Regions from separate parts of the Sus scrofa genome. Here region 1 is linked to region 2. The links are chromatin contacts, called in public HiChIP or PLAC-seq maps. All regions are on one chromosome and are shown on one strand. The core of a region is the stretch at or near the end of the contact, and the rest is flanking DNA. Distances in the headings are between cores, read along the strand shown.

Region 1 (4,400 bases), core at 1,879-4,378, 280 kb before region 2:
TAGAAAGTGATTAAAGGGGGGTAATGCTCTTATGAGGCATTCATATATTTTGGATGGATGAATGAATGAATCAGAAAAATGGGCTAGAGGAGTTCAGAGTTCCCACTGTGGCGCAGTGGGATTGGTGGTGTTTTGGGAGTGCTGGGATGAGGTTTCAATCCCTGGCCCAGCACAGTGGTTAAGGATTTAGTGTTACCACAGCTAAGTTTTAGGTCTCGACTGTGGCTTGGATCTGATCTCTGGCACAGGAACTCCATATTCTTGGGCGGCCAAAAGGAGACAAAAAAAGGGGGGGGGAACCCAACTAGTATCCAGGAAAATGCCAGTTTGATCCCTGGCCTTGCTCAGTGGGTTAAGGATCTAGCTTTGATACATGCTGTGATACAGGTCACAGGTGTGACTTGATGTGGCATTCCTGTGGCTGTGGCATAGGCCCTAGCCTGGGAAGTTCCATACCCACAGATGAAGCCCTTAAAAAAAAAAAAAAAAAGAGTTCTTGGAGTGCCCGTCGTAGCTCAATGGTTAATGAATCCAACTAGGAACCATGTGGTTGTGGGTTTGATCCCTGGTCTGGCATTGCTGTGAACTGTGGTGTAGGTGGCAGACTTGGCTCAGATTCGGCATTGCTATGGCTGTGGCATAGGCCAGTGGCTACAGCTCCATTTCCACCCCTATTCTGGGAGCCTCCATATGCCATGGGTGCAGCCCTAAAAAGACAAAAAAAAAAAAAAAAAAAGATGAAAAAGGGGCTGGAACCCAAGCCAACATAGAGAATGACTTCTATCTGTTTTGTTGTTGTTGTTTAGGGCTGTACTTGCAGCACATGGAAGTTCCCAGGCTAGGGGGTCTAATCAGAGCTAAAGCTGCCAGCCTACGAAGTGTCTTCGACTTATATCATAGATTGCCGAAACGCCAGATCCTTAACCCACTGAGGGAGGCCAGGGATAGAATCTGCATCCTTGTGGTTGCTAGTCAGGATCGTGACCACTGAGCCACAACAGGGAACTCCCAGAGAATGAGTTCTATTTTAAAGACAGTGAGTTGTAGGGGGGCTTCATTGGAAGGTGAGGCTAAAATGAACCCTGCTGGTATGGGAAGGGAGTTCGGCACACTCAGAGACAGACTTCAGGAACGTTCCTAGCAAAACAGCCAATGGAGCAATTTAGCCAGTTTAGACCTTGAGATGTTTCTTACTAGTATCCCAGCTGCCCTTGCCAGCAAGGGCCCAGAGCTAGAACTTTCAGAATGCAACATGGAGTTCCAGCCATGGCTCGGTGGTTAATGAACCTGACTAGTATCCATGAGGACTCAGGTTAGATCCCTGGCTCCGCTCAGTGGGTTAAGGATCCAGCATTGCTGTGGCTGTGGTGTAGGCTGGCAGCTACAGCTCTGATTCGAACCCTAGCCTGGGAACCTCCATATGCTACAGGTGTGGCCCTAAAAAAAAACAAAAGACAAAAAAAAAAAGAATGCAACACAATTTATGTTCATCTCAAGCTTGACATCCTCAGCCAGATGGTTAAGGAGAACAGAAGTTAGGGTGCAAGGAGAGCAAATAGACTAATAGAATGGTTTCAGATATTAGACAGTTTATCATTAATGAGACACTGATCCTTACGTTTCCTTATCCCCATTCCCCCAAAGGGTTGGGAGATAAAGAAGTTGGAGCCAGTAAGACAAGAGAAGCCAGAGAAACCTGCCTATTGCCTACCTAGATGTCTGTGAGTGGGGAACATTTGTTCTGTGGAGGGACAAAGGCTAAGGAAGCTTGCACTGGTGGAAGAGAAGGCCACTCAATGGCCCCATATAAAAAGTTAGAAGGTTTGGACAAGGGCATAGTCATTTTTATGCAATGTGGTGGTAACTTCCTTGCACACACTCATTCCTATATCCATCTGTATATGATGTATATAATAGCGTGCGCGCGCGCGTGCACACACACACACACACACACACCATCTTAGTGCAGAAAAGAAACTTTTTTTTTGGCCCCACCTGTGGCATATGGAAGTTCCCGGCCAGGAACTGAATCCGAGCTGCAGATGTATCAACGTGGGATCGCTAACCCCCTGCGCCTGGTAGGGTTGAACCTGTGCCACCACAGAGACAACTAACTCAACGGATCTCACCCCGCTGCACCACAGCAGGAACTCTGGAAAAGAACCTTAAAGGTCAAGTATTCCTGTTTCCAGCTCATTAATAACCTCTCTGCCAGGAGGTATCTAGATTCTGCTTTAACACTCCCAGGGAGAAATGGAAGTTCTGAAGAGGTGAAGGCACACTACCTTGCCACGCTTCCTGTTGGATTACTGTATTTATCTGCCTTCCATCAGTCCTTTAATGCTAGTTTTGCCCTAAAACGGGTATTGTGTCCTCTCTATTTTATATGATCACGCTGCCGGCTATATCTTTACATATAGCCTTTTCACTACCTTAAAGGGCTAGTGCCTGAGACACCAAAAAAACTCATGTAGCAAAAACCGTACATTTACACAGGAAGTAAGCGTTCGGTAAAAATTTGTTGAATGAGTGAATGAAACAAAGACACAAATGAGAATATGTTTTCCGATGGCGGTGGTACATAAAGGCGACAGCACCTCCTCACGTCCCCAGGCCCCCCACTCTGCATATAGAGTGACAGACGCATAGTGACACTGGAGTTGGCGCTCCGGCTCGGCCTGCAATGGGGAATTGGGATCTGGGTGGCCCAGGTTGCCATGGCACCGTATTGGACTCCACCTTCTCTAGGCTCCCGCCCCCCCCTCGCCAGAGTTACGGCAGCCAGTCACGTGCCCTACAGCGTAACCACACCTCTGCTCCTCCAAGCAGTCAAGCGGTCACGTGTGATAGCAACAGATCACGTGGCTGCCATCGCCCCTCCGCCCCTTTCCCTTCCCCGCCCCCTTCCCGGTCAAATAGGCTCCAAGCTGCCTTTCTGCGCACGCGTACTCTGGTCACGTGTTCCGAACGTCCGGCACATTCGCCCCGCCCTGCCAGTTTCCGCGCGCCTCTTTGGCAGCTGGTCACATGGTGAGGGTGGGGGCAAAGGGGGCCGCTCTAGCCTGCGGCCTATGTCTATGGTCGGGCCCGTAGAGTCCAGCTGCCCCAGACAGAGCTCGAGTGCATGGCGCTGCAAGAACCGGCTCCGGGGCCCCGATAACGGGCCGCCCCCGCAGCTCCTGACACGGGGCGAGGTAAGTGTAGCCCCCTTCCAGGAATAGGGACCATTCTAGTCCTCCCCGGCTTCCTACGCGGGCTGGTCTGGAAGGGTCGCTCGAGGGCGGGAAGTGGTGCAGGGTGTAGTATGTTCCTTTGTGGTCATAGGGAGGTGTAATTTAAAGGACTAGGTGAAGGGTCTTCAATGCAGGGGGTGTGTCGTGTGGGATTTCCCTTGTACAGGGCTTGATAGTCCCAAAGAAGAAGGAATTTTTTAATTCTAGGGCCTCACGTGGCTGGAGGGCTTTTGGTTAATCATTGTGTTACCTAGGGGGGTCGGCCTTATGGAAATTTGGGGAAGGGACGGGATGCTGCTCTTGTTGTCTTTGGGATATGTTTTGTGCGAGACACTTTGTTGCCGCAGGCTCATAACTATTTGAACTCTGGAAGGGAATTTGGTGGCAGGAGTCTCTGTGATTGTAGGGTCTCATCTGGTCTGAGAATGGCTACCTCCCGGTATGAACCAGTGGCGGAGATTGGTGTTGGTGCCTATGGGACCGTGTACAAAGCACGGGATCCCCACAGTGGCCACTTTGTGGCCCTCAAGAGCGTAAGAGTCCCCAATGGAGGAGGTGCTGGAGGGGGCCTGCCCATCAGCACGGTTCGTGAAGTGGCCTTACTGCGCCGGCTGGAGGCTTTCGAGCATCCCAATGTTGTCCGGTGAGAAGAAGGTGGAGGGTTGGGAGTGGGTAGTAAAAAGGAATAGACAACCTGTAGGTGGGGAGTGGTGGTTGAAAGAAGTGGGGACCCTGAAGGAATAGGGGAAGCCATGTTAGGTCAAAGATGATTGATCACTGAGTGACCTTTTGTTCTGGCCAGGCTGATGGATGTCTGTGCCACTGCCCGAACTGATCGAGAGACCAAAGTGACCCTGGTGTTTGAGCATGTGGACCAAGATCTAAGGACATATCTGGACAAGGCACCCCCACCAGGCTTGCCGGTGGAGACCATCAAGGTGAGTAGGATGGACATATACTGAGAAGTAAACTGGGATCTTTGTAGTAGCATCTGTTGTGGCTTCCAGTATGATGCCTAGTTTCCAGTTTCTCTGTACCTCCCCCTTCTAAACCAGGATCTGATGCGTCAGTTTCTAAGAGGCCTAGATTTCCTTCATGCCAACTGCATCGTTCATCGAGACCTGAAGCCAGAGAACATTCTGGTTACAAGTGGTGGGACAGTCAAGC
Region 2 (4,533 bases), core at 339-2,838:
CACAACAACACCAGATCCAAGCCTAGTCTTTGAGCTACATGGCAGCTGGCGGCAACGCCAGATCCTTAACCCACTGAGTGGGGCAGGGGATCAAACCCTCGTCCTTATAGATACTAGTCCAGTTTGTTACCACTAAGCCACAATGAGAACTCCAGCCTCTTCTTCATGAAGTTTCTCCAGCTGGCTTTCCCAGTTCCCTCAGCCCTCTTTCTGCTATAGCTGCCCATCAAGCTACACCTCAAACTGGTTCCTCATTATTCACCTACCCACTCTGTTACCCCTACACCAAGCTCCTGGTGTTGGAGCTAGGGGTGAAGCAATGGGCAGTTCTCACCAGGAAGGTAGGCTGGGTCTTGGAGTAACGGGTACAGCGCTCCCCACAAAACAATGTCAGCTAAAGATTCTGTCTCCTTTGTTGAGAAAAGCAAAGAAAGAGGCAGGTGAGGCACTCAGTTTCTTCCCAATGAATGTCACATTTCATACATTTGCTACACACTTACAAGGTATCAAGCACCGTATTAAGCATATTTTAATTATCTCAGTCTTCACAACCCACTGAAGTGAATGCTAATATTACCCCCTTTCAAAGATGAAAAACTGAAGGTTTGAATTTATTGAGGTCTCTTTGTTGCTGCTCTTTTTTTTGTTTTTTTTGTCTTTTAGGGCCACTCCTGCAGCATGTAGAAGATCCCAAGTTAGAACTATATCCGCCAGCCTACGCCACAGCCACAGCAATGTGGGATCTGAGCAGCATCTGTGCCCTACACCACAGCTCCTGGCAACGCCGGGTCCTTAACCTACTGAGCGGGACCAGGGATCAAACTTGCATCCTCATTGATACTAGTCGGGCTTGCTATCACTGAGCCACAACGGGAACTTCCAAGTGTAGTGAGTTTTAAAGGTTACACTGCTAGTTGAGAGGCAGTTTGGGGGTCGGAACTCTGAATACAGTGTTCTTTCCTAACTCTCATACCACACAGCTTTCCCCAATCCCCATCTCAAGGCCCAACTCACCCCAGCCAGGAAAGGACAGCTCCGACGACTCAGGCTGTGGTCAATATGAGTCAGGGCTCTCCGGACTGGGCCAAGAACATCTTCCCCCTTCTTCCCCTGGACCACTAAATAGTACAGGGCAGCGGACAAAGCTGGCTAAAATGCGGGAGACACAAGTCAGGATGGCCATGCAAAGCAATGGCCTGCCTGCCTGTGATTCCCCCACATCTCAGTCTTACCTGCAGCTCTGTTGCTTCCCATTCCAGCCACTGGTTGGTGAGGTCATCTTGCTCCCACCCAGACAACAGAAAGAAGTATCTAACCAGGGAGAGAGCAACAGAAGGTAGAATGAGAGGGGCCTGTTTCTCACCCCCTAGTGAAACAGTGATTGTAAATAAGGCCACAGAGGACAATAATCCCTGATTTTATTCAGCCACCTCCCTGAATCAAGGACCAATACTGACCGACAGATTGCACTGGCGGAGAAGAGGTAGTTGCCACTATCCAGTTGCAAGACAGGGACCTTAGGCCGAGTCAGGAATGGAACCACACACTCTGATGCAGAACAGGAAAATGGGTGAAATACAGGGAAAAGAAAACAAATACTCTGTCAACTTAGAAGGACAACTTCACAGTGTTGGGGGCCTGGGGGAAGAAAGATGGGCCGTCTCAAGGAGAGGTTCCAGGATAGGACCACTGAAAGGGGGTGGGTCCAGAATACGCTGGAGAGACCAGCAGGTGTTCAGCTGAGACTGCCAGCTGGAAACAACAGATGGGAGTTGCAGACGGGAGGCGGTGGTATTGGGGTAGTGCTGCAGCCAAGAACTGAAACAACTGAAAGTAACTAGGATATCTGAGAGATCTGAGCTACACTGGAAGAACAAAATTAAGAGAACTGGGAGGATGGACAAGAGAACCTCTTAAGAGTCAAACAGATGGCTGGGAATGAGAAGAGGTAAACCGAAGGGAATATGTGTGTCTGGGTTTAGGAGAGGCGAGTGGGGTTTCCTAAGAACAAAGGAAAGGGGTGCCTGGGGAATTGTCATGTGAGTGACTAGCGAGTGTGTGTGGGGTCGGGGGGGAGTGCCGGGTAGGTGTGGGAGGTTAATAAAGGGAAAGAGTTTCACTGAAGTAAGGCGAGGTCCTGGGAAACGAAGAAGGGGAGGCAAAAGATGAGGGAAGGGGACACTGAGGAGAATTAGGTAACCGATGAAAGATGTGACTGGGAGGGAAACGGGATGGGGTGCCCAAGGACATTGCGGGAGAAATCTGACGGGAGTGCATGGTGGGGGGATGGGGGGTGGTAAAAGACAACTGTAGGGTGGGTGTCGGGCGTGTTCGCGTCCCGCCCTCCTCATCCACCGCCCACCAGCACCAGCCCGTCTACCTTCGGGGCCTACAGTGCTGATGAGCAGCTCCACTCTGCCCTGGGCCCTCCCGGCCGCAGCTAGCACAGGCAGGCTCCCCGGGGCGCCCTCGCTCACGAACAATCTCATTTCGCCGTGGGTCCCACGCTGATGCAACCGGAACCGGTCTCCCGCCAGAGGGATAAGCGATTGCCGCGCGGCACGCCGGGAAATGGAGTTCCGACTAAAGCTGTTCCCCGGGCCTGGGTTCCGGAAGTAGACTATTTCTCCCATCATACAACACTAGGAAACAGGAAAAGAGTGCCATAGAGACGAAGAGGCCGTAAACGCAGTGCCAGAGTGGCATCTTTTTGATGGGAGGGCCAGAAAGGACCTTTATGTGTGGGATCCGGCTTGTAATCCTCTAACGCCTCCCGAGAGCGGTGAAGGATACCGAGGGGTACAGTTATCTCGCTGAAGTGGCGACGTCAAGACTGCGGCTACTCGCAATGGCCCACTCTCGATTCGAGCTCATAAGAGAGTTCTGGAATTGATAGATAAGCGTATTTTAGTGACATAATGAAAATTAGTGTAGGTATCCTATTAGTAAAAAAGAATGTGACAATTATATATTTATTTCATACCAGTCTGAAGCGCGTATACAGCCAGGTGCTAACATTAAAGGGAAATGAGTCTGTGTAGGAAAAAGTTCAGATTGCTGGGGAGTAAGAAAGCAGAGTTTGGCAGTAAGTATACACTACTCAAGGAAGCGCATGTCAGTAATTGAGAAAGGGACCCTTCTTTATCGTCTTTGTACCCCTTTAAGAATAATTGATATCTTAGAGTACTTATGAGCTGGACACTTCTAAATATATATATAGGAGTTCCCTGGTGGCTCAGGAGGTTAAGGATCCAACATTGTCATTACTGTGGCTCTGGTTATAGCTGCTGTGCAGTTGGATCCCTGGCCCAGGAAATTCCGAGTACTACAGATGTGGCAAAAAATATGTGCAGGTATACATTTAATTCTCAAAAAACTATGGAGTTTCTGGGCCTCATTTGAAACTAAGCCATAAGAAGCCTTGCAATTTAGGCCCAGGCTTCTTGGAACACTCCAAGAAGCTGTGAGCTGCCTTGTAAGAAATCTTACTACCCTGAGATTGCCATGCTGGAGAGGTATCATGTTGACATTCTGGCTGACAGGCCAGCTGATCCCAGCATTCCAGTCATCCTCATCACGGAGTCAGATATCTGAATGGAGCTCTCCAGAACAACCCATCTATCTGCCTGCTGAATACCACAAAGTGACCCTCGTCAGTGCCACGTGGGACAGGAGAATCACCCAGTTGAGCCCTGCCCAAATTTCTCTCCATAAAATGGTGGGTTATAAGAAAACAGTTATTTTTTTAAATTACAAACAATAAGATAGCTTCTCTCATTCTTATTTTTCAGATGAGGAAACTGAAGCACAGAGAGGTTACTTTGTTCTATACCAGGCATTTAAGATATGATTATTCATAAAATATTTCTACTTTATTTTTTTGGTTTTTTTTAGGGCCACGCCCATGGTATATGGAGCTTCACAGGCTGGGGGTGGAATCGGAGCTACAGTAGCTGGCCTACACCACAGCCACAGCAACGAGGGATCCGAGCCATGCCTGTGACCTACATCACAGCTCACAGCAAGGCCAGATCCCCAACCCACTGATTGAGGTCAGGGATCAAACCCATGTCCTCATGGATACTAGTCGGATTTGTTTCCACTGCACTACCATGGGAATGCCCTGATTTTTCATAAAATAGATATAGGCTTCCGCCTTGGCAGAGCTCACATACTTCCTGGCAAGAAGTCAAATAACCTTTAAAATGTCATGGAAGTTATAATGGGGAAATGTAAAGCTTGCAGCAGGATCTCCCCTACCTGACTCTAAGGAGTTAAGTGAGGCCTTCTGGTGCAAATGACCTCTCAACTAAGATCTGACTGAAGAGTAAAAGTTAAGCTGGTGAAGATTGGTTGGAGTGGGGAGAGGAAGTGTTTCAGGCAGAGAAAACTTATGCGAAGCACCAGAGGAGTTCCCGTCATGGCGCAGTGGTTAACAAATCCGACTAAGAACCATGAGGTTGCGAGTTCGATCCCTGGCCTTGCTCAGCGGGTTAAGGATCCTGCAATGTCGGGAGCTGTGGTGTAAGTTGC

What was found. HiChIP or PLAC-seq counts read pairs in DNA pulled down with a chosen protein or histone mark.
Region 1: a contact with region 2 is called in an H3K27ac HiChIP or PLAC-seq map of alveolar macrophages. The contact joins the promoter of CDK4 here to the promoter of ARHGAP9 in region 2. A contact is called at or near these places in 2 of 5 promoter capture datasets (fetal liver and liver), 1 of 47 Hi-C or Micro-C datasets (heart right ventricle) and 1 of 2 datasets of contacts at active chromatin or transcription factors (alveolar macrophages).

Annotation. Positions count from the first base shown.
Region 1 is chr5:23,040,687-23,045,086 of Sscrofa11.1, reverse strand. CDK4 (cyclin dependent kinase 4) reads left to right here and starts at 3,128. Exons shown (of 8, transcript NM_001123097.1): 1 at 3,128-3,194; 2 at 3,640-3,876; 3 at 4,036-4,171; 4 at 4,289-4,400. The coding sequence starts at 3,659.
Region 2 is chr5:22,759,234-22,763,766 of Sscrofa11.1, reverse strand. It overlaps ARHGAP9 (rho GTPase-activating protein 9), which reads left to right and starts at 1,588. Exons shown (of 18, transcript XM_021091869.1): 1 at 1,588-1,948. MARS (methionine--tRNA ligase, cytoplasmic) reads right to left here. Exons shown (of 22, transcript XM_021091867.1): 2 at 2,381-2,883; 3 at 1,458-1,548; 4 at 1,233-1,311; 5 at 1,015-1,149; 6 at 335-410. The coding sequence starts at 2,636.